Regions from separate parts of the Sus scrofa genome. Here all the other regions are linked to region 2. A link is a contact called in public Hi-C data. All regions are on one chromosome and are shown on one strand. Each heading gives the region's core, a stretch centred on a gene start, on an enhancer-like site or on the middle of the called end of the contact. The rest is flanking DNA. Distances are from core to core; before and after follow the strand shown. Region 1 holds the start of GAMT (guanidinoacetate N-methyltransferase). Region 2 holds the start of MKNK2 (MAP kinase-interacting serine/threonine-protein kinase 2). Region 3 holds the start of C2H19orf24.

What was found. Hi-C and Micro-C count contacts between places; a contact is called where the count stands out from the background.
Region 1: a contact with region 2 is called in a Hi-C map of heart right ventricle, with 3 times the contacts expected there. The contact joins the promoter of GAMT here to the promoter of MKNK2 in region 2. A contact is called at or near these places in 2 of 47 Hi-C or Micro-C datasets (heart right ventricle and liver).
Region 3: a contact with region 2 is called in a Hi-C map of liver, with 4 times the contacts expected there. The contact joins the promoter of C2H19orf24 here to the promoter of MKNK2 in region 2. A contact is called at or near these places in 1 of 47 Hi-C or Micro-C datasets (liver) and 1 of 2 datasets of contacts at active chromatin or transcription factors (alveolar macrophages).

Annotation. Positions count from the first base shown.
Region 1 is chr2:77,075,219-77,079,072 of Sscrofa11.1, forward strand. GAMT (guanidinoacetate N-methyltransferase) reads left to right here and starts at 1,348. Exons shown (of 7, transcript XM_005661394.3): 1 at 1,348-1,606; 2 at 2,551-2,750; 3 at 2,929-2,992; 4 at 3,301-3,368; 5 at 3,479-3,658. The coding sequence starts at 1,426.
Region 2 is chr2:76,508,984-76,512,424 of Sscrofa11.1, forward strand. MKNK2 (MAP kinase-interacting serine/threonine-protein kinase 2) reads left to right here and starts at 1,319. Exons shown (of 15, transcript XM_021084205.1): 1 at 1,319-1,472; 2 at 1,615-1,749.
Region 3 is chr2:77,187,276-77,190,661 of Sscrofa11.1, forward strand. It overlaps C2H19orf24, which reads right to left and starts at 1,973. Exons shown (of 3, transcript XM_003122989.4): 1 at 729-1,973. The coding sequence starts at 1,027. It also overlaps a transcript of CIRBP not described here.

The DNA.
Region 1 (3,854 bases), core at 98-2,597, 570 kb after region 2:
CATCACTTGAGTTGGGTGCCCAAGGATACTGGCATCATGCTTACAGACCCCTACCACAGTGCCCAGGACGGCTGGTGGTGGTAAGGAAGCCAGGCAACATGAACTCACATGAGGCAAAAAGCAGCATGAGCCCAGCCCCAGTGCCTGGTGGCCTCTGTCATCCTGCCTCCTCCTGTGGTCTCCTGGAGTCAAGTGGGTCACATCCAGACCATATTAGACCCAATGTGTGTTCAGGATTTATCAAGAATTTTCCGTGTGCCAAGCTCATCCAACAGATAATACAGCCATGAAGAAAAACCTTCAGTTAGTGAAATACCAAGGAGAGGTATTCGGAGATAAACCAGCCTCAAACAGGCCATGTCCAGCCTGAGGAGACCTGGAGTGGGTTGGAGCATTAAGTGGAAAGAGAAGGCAACCAGGCCAGAAGAGAGGAGAACCGTCCAGGTAGAGGGAAGAGTGTGTCTTCCTGGTGGCAGGAAGACACAGAAGCTCTGCAGGGGGGAGGGGAGGAGTCTGGAGTAGCCATCCAGAGGTGGGCATAGAGGGGCAGGGTTGCCTCAGGGCAAACTCTGTGACCTCAGCCTCTAGGGCCTCAGTTTCCCCATGTGTTCCTGGGGCTGTGCAAAGCACTTGGCAGGGATGGTGTTCTGGGCTCACAGCTGGGTGTCTGTGCAGACAGATGGGAAAGAAGTCACATTTCAGAGCCTGGAGCCAACCCAACTTGGCTTGGGGGCCAGTCACAGGGGTGGCAGGCAAAGGACACAGCTGACCCCCAGGGGCTGACCCTCCAGCTGCGCAGGCAGGCTCGAGAGGGCTGGGATGGTCGTTTCATTTCCAGCCCTGGGGTCCTCTGGGGTCTCAGGCCACCTGGGGGAGTAAAAGGGGAGAGGCAGGTCCGCCTAGTGATCAGGGTGGGGGTCGTCGAGGTTTATCCTGGGTTTCCACACTCTGCGGTCATGGCCATGAGGTTGTCAGCTTTGCTTCTGGAGCCTAGTTTCCCCGCCTGTAAAACGAAGAGGCTTAAAAGAACCCGCCTCAGCACCTCTGAGGGTTAAATGATTTTAAATACCTAAAGCACTTGGACGATCGTCAGATCCATAGGCTCCGGCAGCGAGGAGGAGGCTGTTTTCGCGGTGGTGAGTGATGAAGACACCGAGGCAGCAGAGAGACAGGGTGCGGACCTTGAGGGTGGTGCCATTTCCCTCACCAGGCGCCAGAGGCTCGGCGAGGAGGGGGCGTCGCGGGCGTCGGGGATCCACCGCGGGCCGCCTTCCACGCCGCGGCCGCTAGGGGCCGCTCTGGGCGCCCCGCAGTCGGCTCGCGGCCCGCCCCGCCCCGCCCCGCCCCGCCCCCAGCCCAGAAGGCCCTGCAGGGACACAGCCCTGCGCGTTCGGAGCTCCAGTGGCGAGCGGTCCAGCAGGGAGCATGAGCGCCCCTTCCGCGACCCCCATCTTCGCGCCGGGCGAGAACTGCAGCCCCGCATGGCGAGCTGCGCCCGCGGCCTACGACGCGTCGGACACGCACCTGCAGATCCTGGGCAAGCCGGTGATGGAGCGCTGGGAGACCCCCTACATGCACGCGCTGGCGGCCGTCGCTGCCTCCAAAGGTAGCCCTCGCGGGGCGGGCGAGCCGGGGCCGCTCGGACCCGACGCCAACCTGCTCTCGGGCGACGCACATAGGAGCCTCTATGTGCCTCTTTTCTCGCCTGGAAAATGGGGCTCCTCGCGGGGGGCAACAGGGGAGTCCCGGGTCTCTCTAGGCTCCCCGAGTCCAGAGAACGTCCTGTCCTGGGGCAGTGACGCCCCGACCCCGGTATGGAAACGGTCTGGGTCGGGGGATGGATCCTCAGATGCGGAAGTCAGCTGCCCACCCCCCGCGCGAGGTCGGAGACGGGGGTGGCGACCTGGCGAGGTGCTACCCAGGTTCACGTGGGGAATGCTCTGGCCCAGGAGTCGCGGGAAGCCGGGCACCGGCTAAGAATAGCTCGGGGAAAGCTGAGGCCGGGAGTCAGCTGTCAGGGGTCGTCCTGCACTGGGTGTCTGAGCTCACAGGGTGCTGAGGACTCCCCAGGTAGCCCGGAGGCCAGGAGTGCCACCTCTGGGCCTCTGCGTTTCCATCTGGCAAATGGGCACAACCGGAGTCCCGGCTTGGGGAGGGCGTTCCTCTCCGCCTCTGCCTTTTACCCAATGAGGATCAACCCCTGCCCCCTCCTGTTCCACAGCCAGGCCTTGAATCTTGGTACTCCCTTGCCCAAACTCTGTTAACTTCATTGTTGAGGAGGGGTGGGAAGTGCCCACATCGAAGATAAGCGCCGTCAGTGCAAACAGCATGGGCTGGGGCTCAAAGTCCAGGGTCTGACCCCACCCCCCACTCCCCACCGGCCTGCCCCAAAGCCCAGTCTGTGGCTTCCCTGGCAGGCCACCCTGAACACTGTTCCCTCTCAGGGCTGCTGTGTTCTATCCCACCCCCCACCTCTGCTATGCTGTGTCGTCTAGTCTTTGAGGCAAATGTTTCTCTGCCAAAGCCCTGCCCTTATGCCCTCTCCTCCAGGCAGCCTCCCCAATTCCGGGAGGCGTGTAATGCCTGGGTTCTTTGTCTGCCCAGGGGGCCGGGTCCTGGAGGTGGGGTTTGGCATGGCCATCGCAGCCACTAAGGTGCAGGAGGGTGCCATCGACGAGCACTGGATCATCGAGTGCAATGACGGCGTCTTCCAGCGGCTCCAGGACTGGGCCCAGCAGCAGCCACACAAGGTGCCCACCTGTGCCCTGCTCTGCCCCCAGAGAAGGTTGGGGACCTGGAGCAGCCACAGTCATAGGGGAGGTGGTCTTTTCTCTTGGGGGTCTCTCTGCCCCCTCCCTCACAACAGGTGGGGAAATCCTGGGCTCCTCTGACCCTCAGCATTCTCTCTCTTTCCTCCCCTGCCCCAAGGTGGTTCCCTTGAAAGGCCTGTGGGAGGAGGTGGCGCCCACCCTGCCAGACAGTCACTTCGATGGTGAGGGGGCTCTGGGAGCTGGGTGGGGGCACAGAGCTCTGCCTGGATTTCCACCGCCAGCCCCTCCTCTGCTTGCTTCTGAAGCCCCAGTGCCTTGATGCATCACTGGGGAGGCAGAGCCTAGGGGGCAGGTTCAGACACACACACAATGGCCTGGTACTTGGGTGTGTGGACACTTCAAGGAATGGCCAAATGCGACTAGTAGAGGTGGCTGCAGCACAGTAAACCCTAGGGTCGCTGGCCACCTCCACTCTTCTGAGGAGGCTGCCACCTGGCCCTGACCACAGGGTTTCTGTCATCTTGAGCAGGAATCCTGTATGACACGTACCCGCTGTCTGAGGAGACCTGGCACACACACCAGTTCAACTTCATCAGGGTAGGACCACTTGCGGTGAGACGGGAGTCCGCCCGCCAGCCCCAGGGTCGGGGGTCGGCCCAGGGGGGCACCTTTCCTGCTGGTTCAAGAGAACCTGCTGTTCTCTTGAGTCCAAGGACAGAAGGCCCTGTGAGAATGCCTCTGCCCACACCTCCCTCCTGACCACTGCCCCCTCCCAGGAACATGCTTTCCGCCTGCTGAAGCCAGGGGGCGTCCTCACCTACTGCAACCTCACCTCCTGGGGCGAGCTGATGAAGTCCAAGTACTCGGACATCACCACCATGTTCCAGGTGCTGTGGACTGGGCCTGGGTGCTCCCTGCGGGTCCCTGCCCTGTCCCACCCATTTAAGGCAGCGATTTTGGGTGGGGAGGCAGCTGTGATCTAGGGGGGGGGTCCCTCGCCTTCCCTGGCCCAGGAACTGTGAGTCTCCAGTTGTGAACCTGGAGGGTCTCTCTCCAGCTCGGCGGCCTTCGGTGGCTCCCCAG
Region 2 (3,441 bases), core at 69-2,568:
TGGGAAGGGACAGCCAGGTGAGGAGAGGGGTGGGATGGTGTGGGGGGAGACTGAGGCCTCCTGGGCAGGCCGGTCTAGCAGCCCCACCCCAAACACCTGGAGCCAAGGTCACACACACACACACACACACACACACACACACACACACACACAACACCCATGCGTGCATGGGTCAGGTGAGGGCTGGGGGCTGGCTGGGGAGTTCCCTGCAGGTCCCACCAAACATTCCAGAGGACTGAGGTCAGCCCTCACAGCTCCTGTGCCTTGAGCTGTAGCCTTGGGGGGCAGCATGTAACTTGAGGCAGCCTCAAAGGGAAGGTGATCACCCAGTTCAGGCCTGGTTGGGGGATAGCTGGGGCAGGGTGAGAAGCCCCTGGAAGGATAGACTGGGGCCTGGAGGAGAGGGAGGACAGTCCAGACCTGTGCCCCCACGTGGCCAGGCCCAGGTCTAAGGACCATGCACCACAGGGCTGTGGGGACAGAGACAGGGAGCTGGCCCGGCTCAGGATGAACTGAAGCTCTCAGATCTGGGTCAGGGCCTCAGCTGAAACGGGGTTGTGTTTTGCTTTTTGTTCTGTGGCCCCCACCCCTTGGCCTTTTTCTCCATCAGTCAGGGGAAACACTTCTTTGCAGGACTGAAGGACAGTCCTTCATAGAGCTCAGTCCCCATGCCTGACTGCAGTCCCCTATTCTTTACTTCTTCTTTTATTTTGGCTGCGAATGGTCCAGGGATCAAACCCACGCCACAGCAGCGACCAAAGCCAGAGCAGGACAACGCCCTATCTTTAATCTGCTGTGCCACAAGGGAACTCCAGTGGTCCCCTTTTCAAGCCAATAATAGGGTGAACTTTGGGGGAGCAATCTGGGGAGGCGGCTAAGCCTCTAAGCCAGTTGGGGTGCTCCTGCACGATAGCTGGGGCCAGGATCAAGAAGCTGAAAAGGAGACACACCAGGTTCTCAAGCAAAGATGCAAGAGGGAGCCATGGCAGGTTCTGGAGCAGGAGAGTGGCTAAAAGGAGTCAGTGTATCTTAGCCCCGGCCAATAGACTAATGTTGTTGCCAGAGGGCAGGGCCGGGCTTTGGCTCAGTGCCAGGGTCCCGCGGGCTTCCTCGAGTCTCCGGCTGCGTCAGGATCTTGCCCGGTCCCGCGCCAGAAACCCGGAGCACTGCAAGGCGCACGCGCGCAGACACGCCCCACGGCTAGAGCGGCCTTTCAGCCCCGCCCCCGTCGTGCGCACAAGGGCGGGTCATGAGGGGCGGGGTCTGCGTCGGGGCGGGGCCGAACTTGGCTATAAAGGTGGTGGCGACGCGGCGCGCCCGGCTCCTCTCGGCGGTGGCGGCCCTGACGGAGGAGTCCGCGGTGGCGGCAGCGGCGGTGGCGGCGCTGTTCCCCGCGCGGTCCGCGCAGCGGGGTCCGGGCTGCGGCGCGTCTCGGGCGGCGGCATTGCGGCCCCGGCCCGAGCCCGACCCCGGTGAGTGCGGCCCGGTGACCCCAGCCTGGCTCCAACCCAGGCGCGGGGATCGGGCCCCACGGAGCCTCGCCGCCCTGGCCTGGGCTCCCGGCGCGCTGGCCGCGGCCACTCAACGCCCTCCTTTGTCTGCTCCCGCCCACAGGGTCCCCTTCTCGGCCGCCCCCCCGCCCACGGGCCGCCCCCGGGCCCCTCGTCCCCTCCCCCGCTGGCGGGGCCCGGACAGAAGATGGTGCAGAAGAAAACAGCCGAACTTCAGGGCTTCCACCGTTCGTTCAAGGTGAGGGCCGGATCGGTTTGGGGGCGCCTCGGCCGTACCACTGGAGTGGCCGGTGGCAGGGCGCGGGAGCCCGACCCCAGGATCCCTCGGGAGCTCGGGGCAGCACCCCACCCCGCTCCTGGGGCTGCTTCAGCTGTGCACTGGTAGGGGTGTTCAATTGGCCGCAGTCCCGTCTCTGATATCCTGGGGCCTGTGGGTCTTTCTTCTAGGAGTCTGGCCTATGGGGATCCTTCCTATGTGTTCCCCGCAAACCCCAGCCAGGGGTATACTGGGGGGGAGGGCGTTCAGTAGGCCACACAGTTCAGTCCCTAGCGCCCTGGGGCCAGTAAGGTCTTTCCTCTGCTGCCCCCCCTCCCCCGCCTGTGGGGGCCCCTGGATTTGTGTCTCCTGAAGACCCCTGCTGAGTGTGCACTGGGGCATCTGCAGGCCACAGTCCTGACCCCAGCGTCATGGGGCCTGTGGGGTCTGTGGAGTCCTTCCTCCAGAAACCCCAGGCAGGGCTGCAGGCACCCCCACGCCCTCCTAGGTGGTCTGCAGAATGGGGCAGTGGATTGAATGCTCTCCCAGTCCTCCACCTTCCAGACACCCTAGGCCAGAGTGCTATTTCCTGTCAGAGCGGGAAGTTTCTGCTGGGGCCCCCTGGCTGTGGCCGCCAAGTCCTGGTCTCAGATGAACGAGTCTGGGGCAGGGGGAAGGGGGGCACAGGCAGGTGCTAGGCAGTGGCCCATAGGGCCCGGCCCAGGGGACGCAGTGATGTCAGCGCAGCGGCCACCCCACCTTGCTAGCTGTGTTACGTAATGGCTTCCCTGGGCAGGGACCTGTTGCCCTGTAGAGAAGGCAGGACCTAGGTGTGTGTGTTCACGCGTGCATGCATGTCCATTTGTGTGTATGTGTGCACGCGCGAATATACCTACAGGCAAACTGCACACCACGGTGGGAGGAGCAAGCCGAGACTGGGTTAAAATTCCCAGGCCTGTCCAGCCAGCGTCCTGGGCCAGCGCCCCACCCCTGCCCACACTCCTGTCATCCTCGCTTCTACCCCCGGGGCAGACACAGCCTTGGCATGTCCAAATGTTCAGGGCTGGGCAAGAGGAGCAGGATGGACTTGAGATGTCACTGGCGGTGGTCTGAGCCCTCCCAGGGCTGGGCTTGAGCCTAGATGGGGTCAGCGTGTGGGGCCAGCACAGTGGCCAAAGCAAAGTCGAACTCTCTGGATGGTTCCAGCCACCTCCTGCCAAGGCCTGCTGACTAGAAACCCGCAGCCAGCTCTAGGCCTGGCCTGTCCACACTGCCTTGTACTACAGCTGGCTGGCATCTGCAGGGTGCCAGATAGCCCTGCTTTGAGGTGGCACTGTGGGAGTCCTGAGGGAGTTGGGGGGATACTGGATAGGAGCCCTGGCTCTGAGGTGGCCCTCTGAGTGGCCATGCTAGGAGGCTTCTTCTATTGCACTAGACTGTTTCCTTGGGCTGGGGCACCTCCCTCAGCCTGGCAGCAGGGCAGCAGATAGACAAATCTGCTAGGTGTCTCTGACACATTTTCCCCATTTTAAGATGAGGAAGTGGGAGTTCCCTGGTGGTTCAGCAGGTTAAGGATCCGGCATTGTCACTGCTGTAGTGTAGGTTCAGTCCCTGGCCCGGGAACTTCCACCTGCTGAGGGTGCCCCCCTCCCCCGCAAAAAATGGGAAAGTGGA
Region 3 (3,386 bases), core at 723-3,222, 680 kb after region 2:
CTGCTCCGGGCTGAAAAAACAGTAGGCGAAAGGTTCTGGGGCGGGGGGCGCGGGCTCCGGTCTGGCTCAGCCTGTGGGACCAGGCTGGTCTGTGGGCATTAACTACAGGGAAGGACATAGCCAGGCCGGGATTGCAGACTCAAGTCAGGTTGGCGGTTGCTCTGCTCGTCGCCAGGCTGAGGGAGCTGCAAAATGCCCCGGGCTCTCCGGGAACCCACAGCACCCCACAAACTCCAACCTCCCAGCCTAAGTCTATAAAAGAGCGAGCAGGAGTTCCCGTCGTGGCGCAGTGGTTAACGAATCCGACTAGGAACCATGAGGTTGCGGGTTCGGTCCCTGCCCTTGCTCAGTGGGCTAAGGATCCGGCGTTGCCATGAGCTGTGGTGTAGGTTGCAGACGCGGCTCGGATCCAGCGTTGCTGTGGCTCTGGTGTAGGCTGGCGGCTACAGCTCCGATTAGACCCCTAGCCAGGGAACCTCCATATGCCGTGGCAGCGGCCCAAAGAAATAGCAAAAAGCCAAAAAGCCAAAAAAAAAAAAAAGAGCGAGCAGCGCCCCAGCGTTATGAAACAGCGACGCGTCACGTGACTGTCTGGCCCACCCACCCGGGCAAGTGACACGGACAAACAGCACCAGAGAGGCGGGGCTCTCGCGCCCCATCACGTGAGGCGCAAAGCGCAAGCTGATTAGCCATGCCAAGGCGGCGGCAGTAGCGTGCGCATGACGCACCTGAATGCCCGGATGAGGAAGTAGAGCAAGGCCAGGCAGATGAGGCCCGTGACCACGTAGATGGAGCGCACCAGCGGCGAGCCTGACGAGCCCAGCGGCCCCGGGTGTGTGCTGTTGTGCGGCGCGCCCGGCTGACTCCCGTTCGTCACGGCGGGCGGCGGCGACAGTGCGGCCTGCGTAGAGCGCGTAGAGCGCAGCGATGGGGGTGCGGCCTCCTCGGCTCCGCACAGCAGCGCCGGCAGCAATAGCGCCGGCGGCAGCAGCAGTAGAAGCCGCGGCAGCAGCACGCGCGGCCCCATGGCCCGGCGGAAGCAGTGGCTGCGCTGCGCCCCCGCGAGTGTCAGTCACTAGCGCGGGGGCGGGTACCAGCCAATGGCCCGCGGGGGCGGTGCCCACTACCCGGAACTTCCGCCCCGGCCCCGCCCCCGGCTGCTCACCTTGCCTCACCCAAGCCCTGGGTAGTTCCGCATCGCTCAAAGCCAAACCCTGGTAGGTACAGAGCCTCAGTTCTGTTCCCACCGCCGCCCCATCGCCAGGCCACAGGCGCAGGTCCTGCAGCGTCAGACTGCGAGGGGGCGGGGCAGGCACAACCTGCCCTACGGGCCTTCCTCCCACCCTGGCCCTGGGAATTCATGCGTCCTTGGCCCCAGCCTCCACAGCCTCCACTTGCCCTACGTTTCAGTGACAACAGCAGGGTGGACCCCTGGCCCTGACCCTCCCAAAGAGGAGACCAGTCCCGGCTGTGAAACTGGGCATCCTCTTTTGGGAAGAGGCCAGGAAGAACCAGACACACCAAGTGGAAGAACGGGGGTGGGGATGTGTAAGACTCGGTCCACAAAAAGCCGGACGCTGCAGGGGTTGGGGTGGGTGAAGGTGATTGCCTCAGAGCCCAAAGCAGCTAGAACCAGGGCTTGACCCTAATGCTCTACACCCAAGACCAGAGAAAGAGGCAACCAGCCTTGGAAGCAAGGACGGCAAAGATGAAGGTGCCCCCTCACTCTGCCAAGACCTCAGCCTGGGAGTTGCCACTGTGGCTCAGTGGAAATGAATCTGACTAGCATCCATGAGGACGCACGTTCGACCCCTGACTTTGCTCAGTGGGTTAAGGATCTGGGCATTGCCATGAGCTATGTGGGTCACAGACGAGTCTCGGACCTAGTGTTGCTGTGACTGTAGCTTAGGCCAGCAGCTACGGCTCCAGTTTGACCTCTACACTGGAAACCTCCGTACGCTACGGGTGCAGACCTAAAAAGACAAAAAAAGAAAAGAAAAAGACCTCAGCCTGGGCCCTGCCAGAGATGTGTACCCACCCAAGAGCAGGTGCCAAGGGACCACCTCCTCTTTGGGAGTGGACTGACCATGCTCCTCAGACCCCAAGAGAACATCCCAAGGGGATAATGAAGTAACCCTTATGTCCCTGAACAAAGGGCAGAAGAGGCTTTTTGTAGTGGATGCCTCACCATACCCCTTGCCACCAGCCCTACACGGCCGCACCACACCCCACACCAGAGTCAGATTTTTGGTGCACATGCCATCCCTTTATTCAAGTGTGATTTCCACATTTGTCTTGTCAGTCGCCTATGAGGACTGGCTGTCACACAAGGGCCACGTGCCTGTCCTCCTGGAAGCCCCGCACCCTGACCTTGCCAGTGAAGCACCTGCTGGAAAGATGAGGAGGGGTGAGGGGGAGAGCAAGAGTACTGCTCCAGCAGGAGGCACAGACGTGGCCCTTGGGGGCGGGGGGGGGGGGGGTCACAAAACCAGTAGAGGAGAATCCACTGCAAGGGCCAGGCACTGCCAGGGCCAAAGGGCCACACATCTCCCACCCTGAAAAGCACTTACAGGTGAAGGTCTGTGAGGGCAGGCAGCTGTGCCTCTGCCTCAGGCTTCAAGGTGATTCCTTCCTGGGACGTTACCCCAGGTCCCTACAGCTCTCAGGCCACCCTTCTGAGTTGCACTGGCTTCCACTCAACCTGTCAAAGCAAAGGAGTGTTAACCTTGATGCCCACGCTGAGCTCACAGCTGCCCTCCCCACCTCCCCTGAAACCATCCACAGCTCCTGGAAGGGTCTCAAGCTAGTCATCGGGGCCAACCCTAGAAGCCCTGCCACAGGCCGGCATGCCCAGGGCAGGCCTGTGCCTTTCAGATGGGCCAGGCCACCTTCCACTCTCAAGCCCGATTACCCACTTGGGAAGGAGCTGCTTAGAAATTGGCGTGGGCTCTGAGAAAAAACTCATGGCAGCAATAGACATCAGAGAGCTAGTTAGCAGAGTGACTTAAAGAGGTCTTGAGAAGACAACTGATGAACAAAAAAAATCCAAAAGGCAGGGCCGTTCGGTGGTCTCCAATCCTGCTTACGGATCGAACCTACTGGTGAGGCACAGCTGCCTGGCCGAATGCCTGGTCGCAGGCAGGAAAGGGCAAACGGCTGGGCTCTGCCTTTAGGTCTAGCTTGATTTAAAAAAAAAAAAAAAAAGAAAAAAAGAAAAAAAAAAATGGAAGAGCAAAAACCAGTCAAAGGAACATTCCCCGGTTACATGACTTTACTTTCAAAAGAGCTCTGGACAAGAAGAGGGATGTGGACGAGCAAAAGGAGTTACCTCGAATTACAGGACTATCTCCACATATGAGCTAGCCCAGGGAGCAGCTTGCGTCTCA